2 separate regions of the Danio rerio genome follow, and region 1 is linked to region 2. The links are chromatin contacts, called in public Hi-C maps. All regions are on one chromosome and are shown on one strand. The core of a region is the stretch at or near the end of the contact, and the rest is flanking DNA. Distances in the headings are between cores, read along the strand shown.

Region 1 (7,090 bases), core at 1,012-3,511, 170 kb after region 2:
TAAGGCCTTGGCGATGTTAAATTGCAAAGATCTAGAGTTTTCGTAGAAGGGTGTGTCCTTGGCGGCCTCACAAACTTTGATGATTCGCCGCGAAAAAGGAAGTTGTTAAAACATGCATTGTCTGATCTGCCTCAAAATCCACACGTATGATAAAAGTCCTGACTTGAACATGTTTACATGCCAATATCCAGTCACAGATATAGCACCACCTGTTGACAGAAGCAAGTTTGGCAAAAATCTGTGATTTTCTCAGGCTTTTATATATATCGACTTAAATTAATATTGTCTGCTGTTCTCTGTCATCCTAAGGCCACCAGGCGGTGGTGAGCCTGGGTGCGAGGTCCCTTTCATCGCTGCTTGCAGCTTTGATTTTATATTGCATTTCTCTAAGTCAGCCATTTTTAATTGTCATCAAATGGGTATTTTTGTAAAAATATTAAAAAAAAAAATTAAAAAAAATATGTGATATACTTTTTTCAAATCTAAAATATGTTATATTTATAAAAATGTTAGAATTATAAAATGTTAGAATTGTCTCTATGTCCCAAAATTTATAGACCTGACTGTATAAAAGGAATGAAAAAAATACAAGAGAACAAATACGGAAAAGGAGACAGCTACAGAAATTAATGATTTGTAACAGTCAGAGTCTTAAGAAGAGTCTTTTTTATTATTTTAATACTTAAACTTTTACATATAGACTCATGTAACTTTATATTAATTATACATTAATTACATATTACCACTTCAGCAACTCTGTAGACCTCACTCCTTCGGCTGCAGTCACAGGTGTAGGCATAAACACGCACATCTAGTACTTGCTTCAACTCCTTGGCTGTCTTCTCCAGTGCCTCCGAGTTTATATCCCACAGAACTAATGTTGCTCCATAGTGTCCAAGTTCTTTGGCAATCAGTTTTCCAATCCCATTTGCAGCCCCGGTAACCAAAACAATCTCTCCCTCAACATCTTTCTTGCTACGTGGAATAAAGAATCGAACGAAGGCTTCAAAAAAGTAAAAGACAGCACCAAGAATTAGCTCAAAAATGTCTTTTATGAACCAGAGGTGGTGCAGTATTTTCTCAAAGCCCATAATGACGATGTCTGTAGTCTTTTTGGAAGAGAAATCTAATTTCACATTGCTGGTGATTATTTTTTATGCAGTTCAGTAAATCTTGATCTCAAGTACAGCTTGTTCTTCGGGGTCTTTGTATGCCATCTGTTGGTTTCCAGTCACAATGCATTTGTTTGACCTGTCACCTAGAGTAAATCAGAGTTAATTTTAGAAGTTGCATGTGGTCACATTATAATGATGCCACATGTATGAGGTTATAATTTTATCATGAGGAGCTTTTTTGCTTGATTAGTGTGTATATTAAAATTCAGGGAAGCCTATCGACAGATCACTTGAAAATTCTAGTCTTCCCTGGATTTATAATTTAGTTTTGAGCAAACTGGAAAAAGTTGACTCAACCTAAAATTGTATGGAAATTTGTTTACTCAACTTTACTAAACTAAAAAATGTCCTGAAGCCGGTTGCCTTAAAATTTGAAGTTGAGTCAACTTTTTTACAATGTACATTTTGTTTTTTTCTTAAAACTTATGTTTCTTGATGCCAGTTAGACTTTCAGAGCATTTTATTTTACATTTAAGGTAAAAAAAATTGTCATGTTTTAAGATATTTTATGCTACAACATGCTTAAATTCAGAAGAGCTAAGAAATCAATTTTGGGTGAAATAACCCTGATAATTAATCATGAAAAAAGCTATTCTGAATTATTATCATTTATCATGCTTTAAATGACACTTTTGTATTTTAAATTGAGAAGAAACGTTTTCATGGTTTTCACATATTTATGCGATCCCACAAATATTAACATTTTGCTCAAACCCATGTCTAATATAGGAAACTGTGACTCAGAAATCAATCATGCTGACGCGAATGTTCCCGAATAATTTCAAGTTGTCACGCATATACGCAACACCGTTAAATATATATTTACCTTTACGACCAGCTTTGTTACGGGTTGGGGATGTAGCTCAGTGGTAGAGCGCATGCTTTGCATGTATGAGGCCCCGGGTTCAATCCCCGGCATCTCCATGAACATTTTTTACGAGCTAAAGCTATTAACTTGAACAAATACGCAATCGCTACATACAACTATTCTTGTCGAAATGTCGAAAAAAATATTTCCAAAAACAACGACAGTAAAAAAAGTAAACCACGTGTCGTTTACGTAACTACGTCATACGCTCTTTCCTTGGCGACGGTAACCACGGGGAAAGCTGTGTTTACCAAAATGTCTGCAGCCTGACAACTATTATGGCTATATCAAGAAATACGTTCTTTTAACTGCCCTGAGTCTTATTATAAACTTGAAGTATGCAGCTTAAGTACATGAAGACTCTTTTAACGCCTCAGGTAAAATATTGACGACGTTATTTAGCGATGCTAGCTAACGCTAACTAGCTCTCGGCGGTCCGCTATTTGTAGTCATGATGACTCTTCTTACCTTAGCAACACTTCGAAGATTGTGTCTTGTCTGATTTAAGTTAGTCGTTTACGTTGTGCAAAGAAATATTAATAGATAGCATATTCTGAGTGCTGTTTGAATCTGAGCAAAATGATTACAAGCCTCTACATTAATGTGTCTGTTATGGCTTTTCTTTAGGATGGAGCTGCTAAAGTCACCTGTATGGCTTGGGCTCCAAACAATGCAAAGTTTGCAGTGTGCACTATTGATAGAGTGGTTATTTTGTATGATGAGCAGGGAGAGAAAAGAGACAGATTTACAACAAAGCCTGCTGACCCAAAAGTAAGCTCTCATCTCGTTTTATTAGCATTTTTATATACAAAAATAATCTGTGTTCTGCAAATGTACTTAATTACGTATCTAAATTTGGTAAAGCCTCCAGGAAAAACGATGAATTAATTGCGTGTAATTTGTTGCAGTATGGAAAGAAAACCTATGTGGTCAAGTCTATGGCATTTTCCCCTGATTCAACCAAGATAGCAGTTGCTCAAACAGACAACATCATATTTGTTTACAAAATTGGAGAGGAGTGGTAGGTATCTCTGAGAACAGCTATTAATTATTCACATGTTCTTGTTAGTTACACTTATGGCTGGGCCAATAAACGATTTATTTTTTTACTCTATATTGATCTAAGAGCCAGTCACACAGAAGAAATGTTCAACAATGGGAATCTTAAAGTGTGTTGATATTAGAAATGTATCGAATTTTTGGCCATCGAAAATTTTACGGCCGAAAATATGTTGTTACATTTAATGGACCCTCCAACTTTTGTGACTTGAGTCATTGATGGGGTACCCTTTTAATTCTGGAAGTAACAACTATCGAAATCTATATTGTTATTGGAAAATAATTATCGAGATTGCATGTTTGCCACAATTCACAATTTGACATTTTATTTTCACAGAAGTTTTAAAAAAATTTAAGTGGACACTTTACTTTTATCAATATGACACTTTTGTCATTTTAAGCTGCTGCAGACATATTTTGGTTGGTGTTCAGTGTTGTTTTATTTTAATCATATGCAACAAATTGAAATCAAAAAAGTTATTCACCATATGCCATATTTCTAATATTTTTTTATTTCAATTAAAGTGAAAAGCTGTGCAATACCCAAACCACAATTTGCATAACCATGCCGTTTTCATTTTTAAACCAAATGTGTTCTTTTTCAGGGGAGATAAAAAAGTTATTTGCAACAAGTTCATTCAAACAGTGAGTATTTTGATAAATATTAAAATTAGGGCTGCACAATATTGCAAAAGTCTGACATGGCAACGTTTTGTTTTGCTGCAAAATATTTTGCGATATGAATGTAATTTCACCAGATGACTTAAATAACTTTAGAAAGATTTCATTCATTTAGATCGACTAGGGTGATCAGGTCTTTTTCTTTGCCGTACAACTGCATAAAATAAAAAATAATTAAACATATAAAAATACAACAAAGGACAAACAAAGGATCAATAAACAGTGCTTTATGGTAATCTGACCTAACAGTATTCAAATACAAAAATTAAATGATTAAGCTTAAAATAACTTTGTTATCGAAATGTATAGAAATATACAACGACGACTATGATCAAATGATATGTTGTTCAGCTCTAATTAAAGTACATCATTGGGCAGAAGTGTCACATATTTTGTGCATTCATTTTGCTGTTGTACCCTAGAGTGCTGTTACAAGCCTGGTTTGGCCGTCTGAGCATGCAATTATATTTGGACTAGCAGAAGGAAAAGTAAGTGTGATCATTTTTCTATGCTTTGCACTTCAGCTGAATTCCCTCTTTTGTCAGTATTCATTTTGTTGAATAATGTTATCAATTTTAGGTTCGACAAGCTAATACAAAAACAAGCAAGTCCTCAACAATCTATGGGACAGACTCTTATGTTGTCTCACTAACCTCAAAGTATGTATTCGTATTTAAAATTGCTATCCTGTGACTCTCACTTCATTGTCCAAGCAGCTTAAATTGGTATTGTTTTAGTATTATTTATAAACCATTAAAGTATTTAATTTTACTTTGCATTCATTTTTATAAAAACTTTGATTGTTTTATTTACACTTTAATGTAATGTTTTTTTTAATAGTTTTTTCTTTAATATTTGTAAATGGGTTTATATATATATATATATATATATATATATATATATATATATATATATATATATATATATATATATATATATATATATATATAGAGTATTAGTAATTGCACTTTAACTTTTTACAATAATTCTGTTTGTTTTTTCCAATTTTCACAGTGTATCAGGAAAGGGAATCCTTTCCGGTCACGCAGATGGAACGGTGGTTCGGTATTTCATTGATGATGAAGGATCTGGGGAATCTCAGGTAAAGAACTGTTTTTTATATACATTTAAAAGGTCCCGCGAAATTAAAATAAAGTTTTTTAGATGTCAGTATCGATATTGTTATTTTTTTAGGATATCTATAAGCTAGTGTGCTCCAAAACAGTAATACAATTCGCGTTTAAAAGATATGAAACTGATATAAACATGTAAGGCTTGCAGTTTGCAGATTGCCTAAATGGATCAACAGTTTTTCACTTCACCTCATACTTCAGTTTCTCTTCAAATTGTGATTAAATGCTCTCTAGGATCTGGCATACCTCTCCCCCTTCAAGATGCATCACATTTGATCCGCTGGCAGAGGGTTGATAATGCAAAACACTATTGACTGTTTTATAAAAACTACTACAGTATTAACTGTTTTAGTTGAGATTATGTCAAACATCAAATAAACATTCACATTTCAAAGCACTTCATGGGACCTTTAAATACATAAAATACATGTGCATTTAAAACATGCATATATATATATATATATATATATATATATATATATATATATATATATATATATATATATATATATATATATATATATATATATATATATATATATATATATATATATATAAAAATGAAAAAAAAAACTGCTGATTATAATCTTTTTTTTTCTGATTGATGACAGGGCAAACTGCTGACTCATGCATGTCCACCATATGCCTTAGCATGGGGCACAAACAGCATAATTGTGGCTGGGTGCGATAAGAAGATTGTTGCCTATGGAAAGGAGGGCAACGTGATTCAGACATTTGATTACAGCCGAGATCGAGCCGAAAAGGAATTCACTGTGGCTGCATCGAGCCCTAGTGGCCAGTCCATAGTTGTAGGAAGCTTTGACAGGTGAGAAAGCAGCTTTAAAGCGATAGTTCTCCCAAAAATTTTATTACATCATCGTTTACACTTCTTCATGTGATTTTATTCCATTGTAAGTTTCTTTTTTCTTTTGAGCTTAAAATAAGATATTTTGAAGAATGCTGGTTGCTGGGACCCATTGACTTCCAAAGTAGGGAAGAAAAATTTATATGGAAGTCAATGGGTCCCAGCAACCAGTATTCTTTAAAATATCCTCTTTTGTGTACCACAAAAGAAAGTGGGATTAAAACAACATGAGGGAGAGTAAATGATGAGATAACTTTTAATAAATGTTCAACTATTTTATTGTTAAACCAATATAAATCTTGTTTTTGTGTAGATTGCGAGTTTTTAATTGGAGTCCTCGAAAAGGCACATGGGATGAATCTTCTCCCAAAGAAATTCCAAACCTGTACACCATCACAGCTCTCTCCTGGAAAAAAGATGGCTCTCGGCTTTCTGTGGTCAGTCTCGGTATATAGTTTGTAAAAAGTTTGTAAAAAGTAAAAAATAAAAGGGCTGTTGAAATATAATGGTGAGGTTCAGCTTTTTCACTTGGGACAATGGAGAGACTTTAGAGATGATGTTCACGATTTACAATTTTTTTTATTAGTTCATGTTTGTTAATGTATATACACTAATATGAACTAAGAATGAACAACAATATTACAGCATTTATCAATCATAGTTCAATATTTACTAATACATTATTAAAGTCAAGTAAAGCTTTATTTTCATTCCGCTACATGTGTGGACATACAGAGGAAACAAATGTTGTGTCTCTCAAGACAACGGTGCTACATAAATTAATCATGAATACAAACATAACACTGGACTTTAACATGAGACTGAACAATGTTGTGCGGAATATTGTACAAGAGAGCTAATAAAGATAAATATTGTGCAAAAGAAGTATTTAAGGTTTAATATTGTGCAAGAGTTATCTAAGGATGAAGGAAGCAGTGCTACATGATTATGGTACATTTATAGTAAACATTGTTTTCATTATTGAGTTCTTGTAAGATGGAGTTTGGATAAACTGTCAGTTGCATAAGAGAGAAGAGTGTTTCCACAGGTGGTTTGTCAAGCCCACTCACCTGAATGAAGCACAATTTGAAATGCACAGTATTTCCAAGAGACATAGACTGATTAAGAAAGTGTTAATAGTGCAAATAACCAACCTGGTGCAAGAGTCAGAAAGATGAAAGGGTGTCTTTCCTACTGGTGGTGTGTTAAGCCCACTCACCTGTATGGAACATGCTCAGGAATCGAATTTACTTTAACGTAAACAAAGATGAATAAATACTTTATTAAATGTATTGTTCATTGTTTGTTT
Region 2 (7,570 bases), core at 493-2,992:
ATCAAAAGAGAGATTGAATCAGCCATTGCTTTCGATAGTGACAGTAATCATATGCATAAAACAATCTGTGATACACTTAAGTTTACATGATCAAACAATAGAAGTTGATCACAGCTTCCACCTAGAGAGGAGTGTTGCACGTTATTTAATAGAAAATTGATTTGTCTGTTTGGTCCCACTTGTCAAAATGTAACTCGGAAATGTACATCTTTGTCTCAGGACTCTTAGTGTAATATGTCTTATTGTAGTTTGTGCTTTTCTATTTTAACTGACCTGTTTTTGTTTTGTGTACAGTCATTTTATAGTTTGGTTATGGCTGATTTTAAATAAGGCACAGTCAAATCTCAGTTAAGGATTCAGATTTCACGACCTTTTGCCATTTAAAATACCTTTCTTCTCGGTATATCTATCGAAAAATGTGTAGTAAATGGTGTGTGTGTGTGTGTGTGGGATTCTCATGGTTTATCCGTTTACAAGCTTCAAACTGACCTCCAGAGCTGCAAGCCATTCCACTTACAGTATGAACATTTTGTGTCTCTATTGAAAGCGCAATAAAATATCTTGTGCTTAACTAAAACTGTTGCTTTTTCTCTTCAATAATGTCTAAGATTTGAATATTTAAACTTATACTTTACACTGCATGTCTTTTATAGTGATTTTATAGTTGATTTATAGTTTGACAGTAATTTTATAGTTTGGTTATGTGGTATTTTAAATAAAGCACTGTCAGATTTCATTACATTTTGCAAGGGGAAAAAAAGATGTTTCTTTATTTAGCTCTCGAAAAATGTGTACAATAAATAGTTTTGTATGAGTGATTCTCATGGTTTATCCGTTCAAAAGCTTCAAACTGACCTCCAGAGCTGCAAGCCATTCCACTTATAAACATTTTGTGTCTATTAAAAGCTTAATAAACTATCTTGTGCCTAACTAAAACTACATTTACTTTTCTCTTTAATAACTGGTCAACGATATGATTATTGAAAGTTATACTTTAAACCAGAGATGCCCAAACTAGAGCCCGCAGGCCAAAGTTGGCCTGTACAGTGTGAGAAGAGACTGATGGGATGGTTCGGGGCGATACTTGATATAACAGCGTTTCTAATATAACAGCGTTTGTTGATTGTTTAATCGCTGAGCTAAACTAAAATGTTTCAATTAAATGTTATAAATGATTGATGTTAAAAATGTAAATACTGCCGCTCTACAGGTAGGGATAGAAGACATCAGCGAGACATCAAATCAAGGCATAAACGGATAGAGCTTGACTCGTGTAATCGGTATTGAACTCCATTCTGTTATAAATGGGATTGTTTTTTAATGTTATAAATTCATTATAATTTTGGTTAAAATGTACATTAGTTAATATAAAGCAGTATTTTAAGTTATTTTAAAATGTGATTGCTTACCCATGGTATATTTACCTTGGGCCCACAGCTTTTTGGCCCTAACGTTACATAAGAAAAAGTTTGGGCATCCCTACTTTAAACACTGGTTTTGTGTGGTGTTCCCTGTATTTTTCAAAATAAAATTCAGTTACTCGATGCTAGTCGACATAAGTTAATCGATTAGACATATTCTTTGTGATGCTTAAAAATAATTATTTTAAAAAATAATTTAAATAATTTTTATTATATTAACTATTTTTAATAATATCAACTAACTTCTTGTCTGGGGTTTCCGCTAACGATAATGACTTTTATTTTGAAATAGTAAGCGTTGTCTTGCTTCACACAACGCAGTCGAGCATCACCTTATGTTGACTTGTGTAAAATGAGTTGAATCGGGTCAACATGGACTAGGCTGAATGAGTTCAGTGTTTAAAGTCACATTTTATGAAGTTCTCTCTTTTCTTTTTTCTTTTGACTGCTGTGTTTGAAAACAGGAGTCAACCTGCTATAATTTCAGCAACTCCAACATTTCTTTAATACATTGTTTCACATCTCTTTAAGTGAAAAGGTGAGAATACATTTCTTTTAACTTCTTTAGTAAGTCGAACTTGGGTCACGAGATGAAACTAACTGTGCGCGAGTTGTACATTAAAGCAGCGTTAATGCTTAATTATAGTGTGCACTCTGGAGAAGACAAGAAGTTGTATTTACCGTTAATATGGAAAAATAAATATATGCAATGAATGACACGTTGTTGGTGTTGAATTTGAATATAGTAGGAAACCGAATTACTCTTATCCAGTTCTTTAAAATAAAATATTTGTTTTATTTTTAAGATTGAATATGTATGGTGCGGCGGCCACGCGCACTGCACGCGCCTTTGATCAGCGTGAGCGCGCTATTAAATGACTTTGAGGAGCACTAACTTTCACGGAGAATATTGAATTAAGCCAAATAATTATAGCATTTATACAAGAGATTAAAAATGACTTTATTACCCTGATGTTACCCTGATGAAGGCAGACTTCTGCCGAAACGCGTTGGTTTTTAGAGATCTAGCCATGTGAATAAAGGCTTTTTAATTTTTTCACTTTACTCGAGTGCCTTGGACTGATTCTTGTTGCAGATTTGATGAATCCCTTACCCAAAGAGCACCGACCATACATTTGAACTTACCCCAGAGCGCTTTTTGTTTTGTTTTTTCTGAATTAAAAATGACTTACTTACAATTCCAGGATTCACTTAAGAAAGCACTCAAAACATCTTTCTGTTAAACAATGAATGTTAAAAAAAGAGAATATTAATTACACTTTTGTATGCTGTGATTGTAATTGTTTATTAACCTTGTAACTTTATCGCTTTATTTCATTTCATCTACTTTGTATTGCTCTGTTTTTAGTTGTTTTGCACTAATTAAATAAGAAATCCTATCTATGTAAACTGCACATAAAACGTAATAGATGTTATTTGGGGGGAAAATAGTTTAATATTGTTTTTATGCATTATTTTATTTCATAATATTTACAGTGCTATATTTATTTAGTTTTTCACTCATTTATTTATTTTGTAGTAAATTATATTGTTTATCAAGTTTGTATTTTTGTGAATTTAACAGAAAAAACACATTCACACATTTATATTTATTGTTTAAGAAGTATTTTAAAATTAAAATGTGATAATTTGTAGTTATTTTATTAATTCATTTATTAATGTATTTAACATGATGTGTGACACTTCAGATCACATTTTCTGCCTCAGTGTTTGGCAAAACTACACAAATTAATTTTCTCCACTTTAATGTAACGTTCAACATGACAAGTATACAGTTGAAGTCAGAATTATTAGCCCACCTGTTTATTTTTTTCCCCCAATTTCTGTTAAATGAAGAGAAGATTTTTTCAACACATTGCTAAACATAATAGTTTTAATAACTAATTTCTAATAACTGATTTATTTTGTCTTTGCCATGATGACAGTAAATAATATTTGACTAGATATTTTTCAAGACACTTCTATACAGCTTAAAGTGACATTTAAAGGCTTAACCAGGTTAACTAGGCAGGATAGGGTAATTTGGCTAGTTATTGTATAATAATGTTTGTTCTGTAGACTATCGAAAAAATATATAGCTTAAAGGAGCTAATATTTTTGACCTTAAAATGTTTTTAAAAAATGTAAAACTTCTTTCATTCTAGCCGAAATAAAACAAATAAGACTTTCTCCAGAAGAAAAAATATGATCAGACATAATGTGAAAATGTCCTTGCTCTGTTAAACATCATTTGGCAAATATTTAGAAAAGAAAAAAAATTGATGGGGGGGCTAATAATTGTTGATTGCAACTGTAAAATGTACATCATCATGCTCAATCTCTTATTTATGTGCCTAAATGGTTTTAACCTGGGAGAAATCATCAGCCTATGAAAAACGACACCAAAAGCACGTTATTAATGTAATAAAATTGTTATAAACGCTGTAAAAATGTCACAAAAAACATTTACAATCTACAAAAATGTAAAATGCATATATAACTTCAGAAAACATGTTCCCCCCTAGAGAACTATAGAGGACGAAACCTGCAAAAACAATAAATAAAAAACTGCAAATATATAAATAAATGAGTAAACATATTTATATTTGTTCATATTTATTTATTTATTGTTTTATTTGTGCAGGAATTTCTGGATTTATTCACTAATTTATTTATATATTTGCATATTTATTTATTTATTGTTTTATTTATGCAGGAATTTCTGGATTTATTCACTCATTTATTTATATATTTGCATATTTATTTATTGTTTTATTTATGCAGGAATTTATGGGTTTATTCACTCATTTATTTATATATTTGCATATTTATTTATTGTTTTATTTATGCAGGAATTTATGAGTTTATTCACTCATTTATTTATATATTTGCATATTTATTTATTACTTTTGCAGGTTTTGTCCTCCAAAGAGAACAAGCCCACTGATAAAATAACATACATTATAATGCATATTTTGGAATGGATATTGGATTTATGTATATATTTTTTCTCTAATAACCGTTTGTCATAATGTGGCATCAATATTATTCTAGCAAACTGCACACTAAAACTATCACTTCTGATCTTTGTCTATTTCTGCAGCAGTTTTCATTGCAGTAATTTGAGCTGTTCACTGTTTTCTTTTTTTAGACTTTGTCTCATGGCGGGTCTTTGGAGATCTTATCAGGCTCTGATGGCCAAACACCCATGGAAGGTACAGATTATAACTGCTGGTAAGTGCTTTTTCCCACCCATGTAGTTGATGTTTCCAGTTCTCTTCAGGTCAACTCTATCTCAGACGCTACTGACTAAATGTTTACCTTTCCTGTTTACACTATCACTTCTACACAGCACGGTTATTTTTGAGCCTGAATAATTAATCAGCCACATAAACAACAGAAACCTCCCTAAGCAGCAGTTTGTTTAGTTGTTTGCTTGAACTTTGTCACTGTGGGTTTTACATAGATTAAGGGGGAAGGTCTATTTCAGGATGTTGGTTTGCTTGTAATTTTAACTCGTAATGAATCAGGAATTCATTATATTTTCATCTAAAATGTTATTATGAAAATAATATTCCTACCTCAAATAAAAAATTGCATTCATTCATTAATTCATTGCTGTAATTACACCCTTTTGCCAGAAGATGGCAGCACAAAGCAGCTTTAAGTCCAATGTTTTACAGAGTTGTCCTACTGAAGTCTTTGGATAAGTCTAGGCCTGTCACAATAATCAATATATCAACTTATTGTGCAATACTTGGACATGACTGCAATCATTTTTGCCGTTTCAATATATAATTACAAGTTCACGAATAACATTTAAGCCATTTTACAATGATGTTTACATTTTACCTCACAGGTTTATAATTGGACATTTACCTAATAGGACATTTAATATTATATACTGTATATAATAGGACATTTAACTTTTTAACATCAAATTATAAAATCTAAATAGCCTTAAAAGTGCTAAATATTTAAGTGTCCATGGCTATTTGCATTATTATGATGTTATATGATCATTATATAATTAGTGGTGTAAAATGATCTCAAAATGACAATAATAACGCTTATCGCAATAATTTTTGTAACAATATATCACACAAAAAAGATTCCCTATCCTAAGAGATGCTGACTATGGTTCTCAATCAGCTCTTCAAGTTTTGTATCCGTAGGTCATGAACACAAATTCGGCAGAAAGGAGCTTGGTTGACTTTAGTGGTATAATGATAGTAACATGAGAATGTCAGAGCTGATATTTTTCTCTTAATTTGGTAACGCTTTACACTGGTAAATGCTGGGCTTCAGATAAATTCCTTTATATTGTGCCAACACAAATTAAGTTTATTTAAAAGTGGATTGAACATAAAATAATTAAGTTGTGCCCAAAAAATTACAAGAATTTTATCTATTCAGCTCATTTTTAATAAGTAGTTTGAACAAACAGCCAAAATGTTCTTTGGTGTAGTTTAAGTCAGAGTTCATGCTATTATGTACTGGCTCATCCCTATTATTAAGATTTTAACTGTTTACTAGTACTTATAAAGAATGATCTTATTCTACATCCCTAATCCCATCCAAAACATAACTTCAACCTTACTAACTATTAAGTTAATGTTATTTCTGTTTAGCCCTGTATGATTAATTAATTCATTCATTCGTTTTCTTTTTGGCTTATTCCCTTTATTAATCTGGGGTCGCCACAGCGTAATGAACCGCCAACTTGTCCAGCAAATGTTTTACGCAGTGGATGCCCTTTCAGCTGCAACCCATCTCAGGGAAACATCTATACACACTTATACACTACAGATGTACATTGGGTACAGTTTACCCAATTCACCTGTACCGCATTTCTTTGGACTGTGGGGGAAACCGGAGCACCTGGAGAAAACCCACATGAACGTGGAGAGAACATGCAAACTCCACACAAACGCCAACTGACCCAGCCGAGCCTCGAACCAGTGACCAAGTATTCAATGATTTCTCATTCTAGTTTTGCATTTACAACCAATAAGCTGCTAATTAGTAGTTTATTGAGGTAAAAGTCGTAGTTAATGACTTGTCAACAGCGTGAATTGTGACTTGATATAAAGGGCCCTATCATGAACCCACAAGGCACGACGCACGACGCAAATGTTGTTTGCTCTCATATAACAAATGCATTTGCGCTCATATGTGCGCCCATAGGCGTTCTGGTCTAAAAAAGGTGGCGCAGTAAGGCGCATTGCTGGCGCGTTGCTATTTTAAGGAACTAAAATAGTCTGTTCAATATACCTGATTAAAGCAGGTCTATAGTCCAATGCAGAGCACGTTGTTTGTGCCCCTCGCTGACACATTGCTCAATACACACAAGATATACAACAATACACAAATATATTTACAAATGAAAAATAATTAAAGGATTAAAATAGTATAAAAATTATTATTTTCTAGTCTACTTAAATATAAAAACCATGCTACTTTCACTACTTTCATGCCTTCTTTATCTCAGTGGGTTTTTAAAATTTATTCATAACAATTTGCTTTTGTATATTATTATTATTATTATTATTATTATTAACAGTATTATTTATTATATGCATATTTATATTTGTTTTATTAAAAACAAGCTTAGACTTGCCCACCTGTCAGGCTTTGGACCATATGGGGCATAGCATGTGTATTTGGAAATAACTGTTTGAGCACACTTGGTTATTATTGTTCATTTATTTGTTTGCTGGAAATTAGAACTGAATTTAGAAATAGATTTGTAACAAATCTTTGCGCTTAAGAAACTAAATTAGTTATGAATGCTAATGGATGTCTGTGCATACAACACGTTTCCCTATCCACGAGAGTGAAAGTAAAAGTATGGAACGAGGCTCATTCTCATGCTGTTTAACTGTTTTCTCGCTAATGAAGGGTTCGTTTTTCCACTTACAAAGTTCGTCATGTAAATAGCAAATGTGCTACGGCGCGACGCAACTGACTCTTAAAGGGAATGGGAGATGAGACTCTGATTGGTTTATTTTAAAACCACAAACTCCTACGTCACGTTGCGGTGGGCCTCAGAATTGCAGGGATTTGGATCCTATTTTAATGCTAGGACATTTAAAAAAGAGACTTATAGTGTGTCTATCACTCCATCATGACTGTGGACACACTATACC

What was found. Hi-C and Micro-C count contacts between places; a contact is called where the count stands out from the background.
Region 1: a Hi-C map of hematopoietic stem cells shows a contact between it and region 2, with 2.7 times the contacts expected there. The contact joins the promoter of ift172 here to the promoter of mpv17 in region 2. A contact is called at or near these places in 3 of 18 Hi-C or Micro-C datasets (caudal fin, hematopoietic stem cells and an unstated tissue).

Annotation. Positions count from the first base shown.
Region 1 is chr20:42,115,364-42,122,453 of GRCz12tu, forward strand. ift172 (intraflagellar transport 172) reads left to right here and starts at 2,262. Exons shown (of 48, transcript NM_001002312.1): 1 at 2,262-2,420; 2 at 2,671-2,814; 3 at 2,952-3,064; 4 at 3,708-3,747; 5 at 4,206-4,271; 6 at 4,363-4,442; 7 at 4,798-4,885; 8 at 5,528-5,742; 9 at 6,095-6,218. The coding sequence starts at 2,382. It overlaps si:dkey-221h15.4, which reads right to left and starts at 1,270. Exons shown (of 6, transcript NM_001386238.1): 1 at 744-1,270. The coding sequence starts at 1,091. trnaa-ugc (transfer RNA alanine (anticodon UGC)) reads left to right here and starts at 2,028; the gene lies at 2,028-2,099.
Region 2 is chr20:41,950,266-41,957,835 of GRCz12tu, forward strand. mpv17 (mitochondrial inner membrane protein MPV17) reads left to right here and starts at 1,743. Exons shown (of 8, transcript NM_201165.2): 1 at 1,743-1,959; 2 at 4,573-4,655. The coding sequence starts at 4,583. It overlaps si:ch211-243j20.2, which reads left to right. Exons shown (of 16, transcript XR_012396007.1): 16 at 1-577.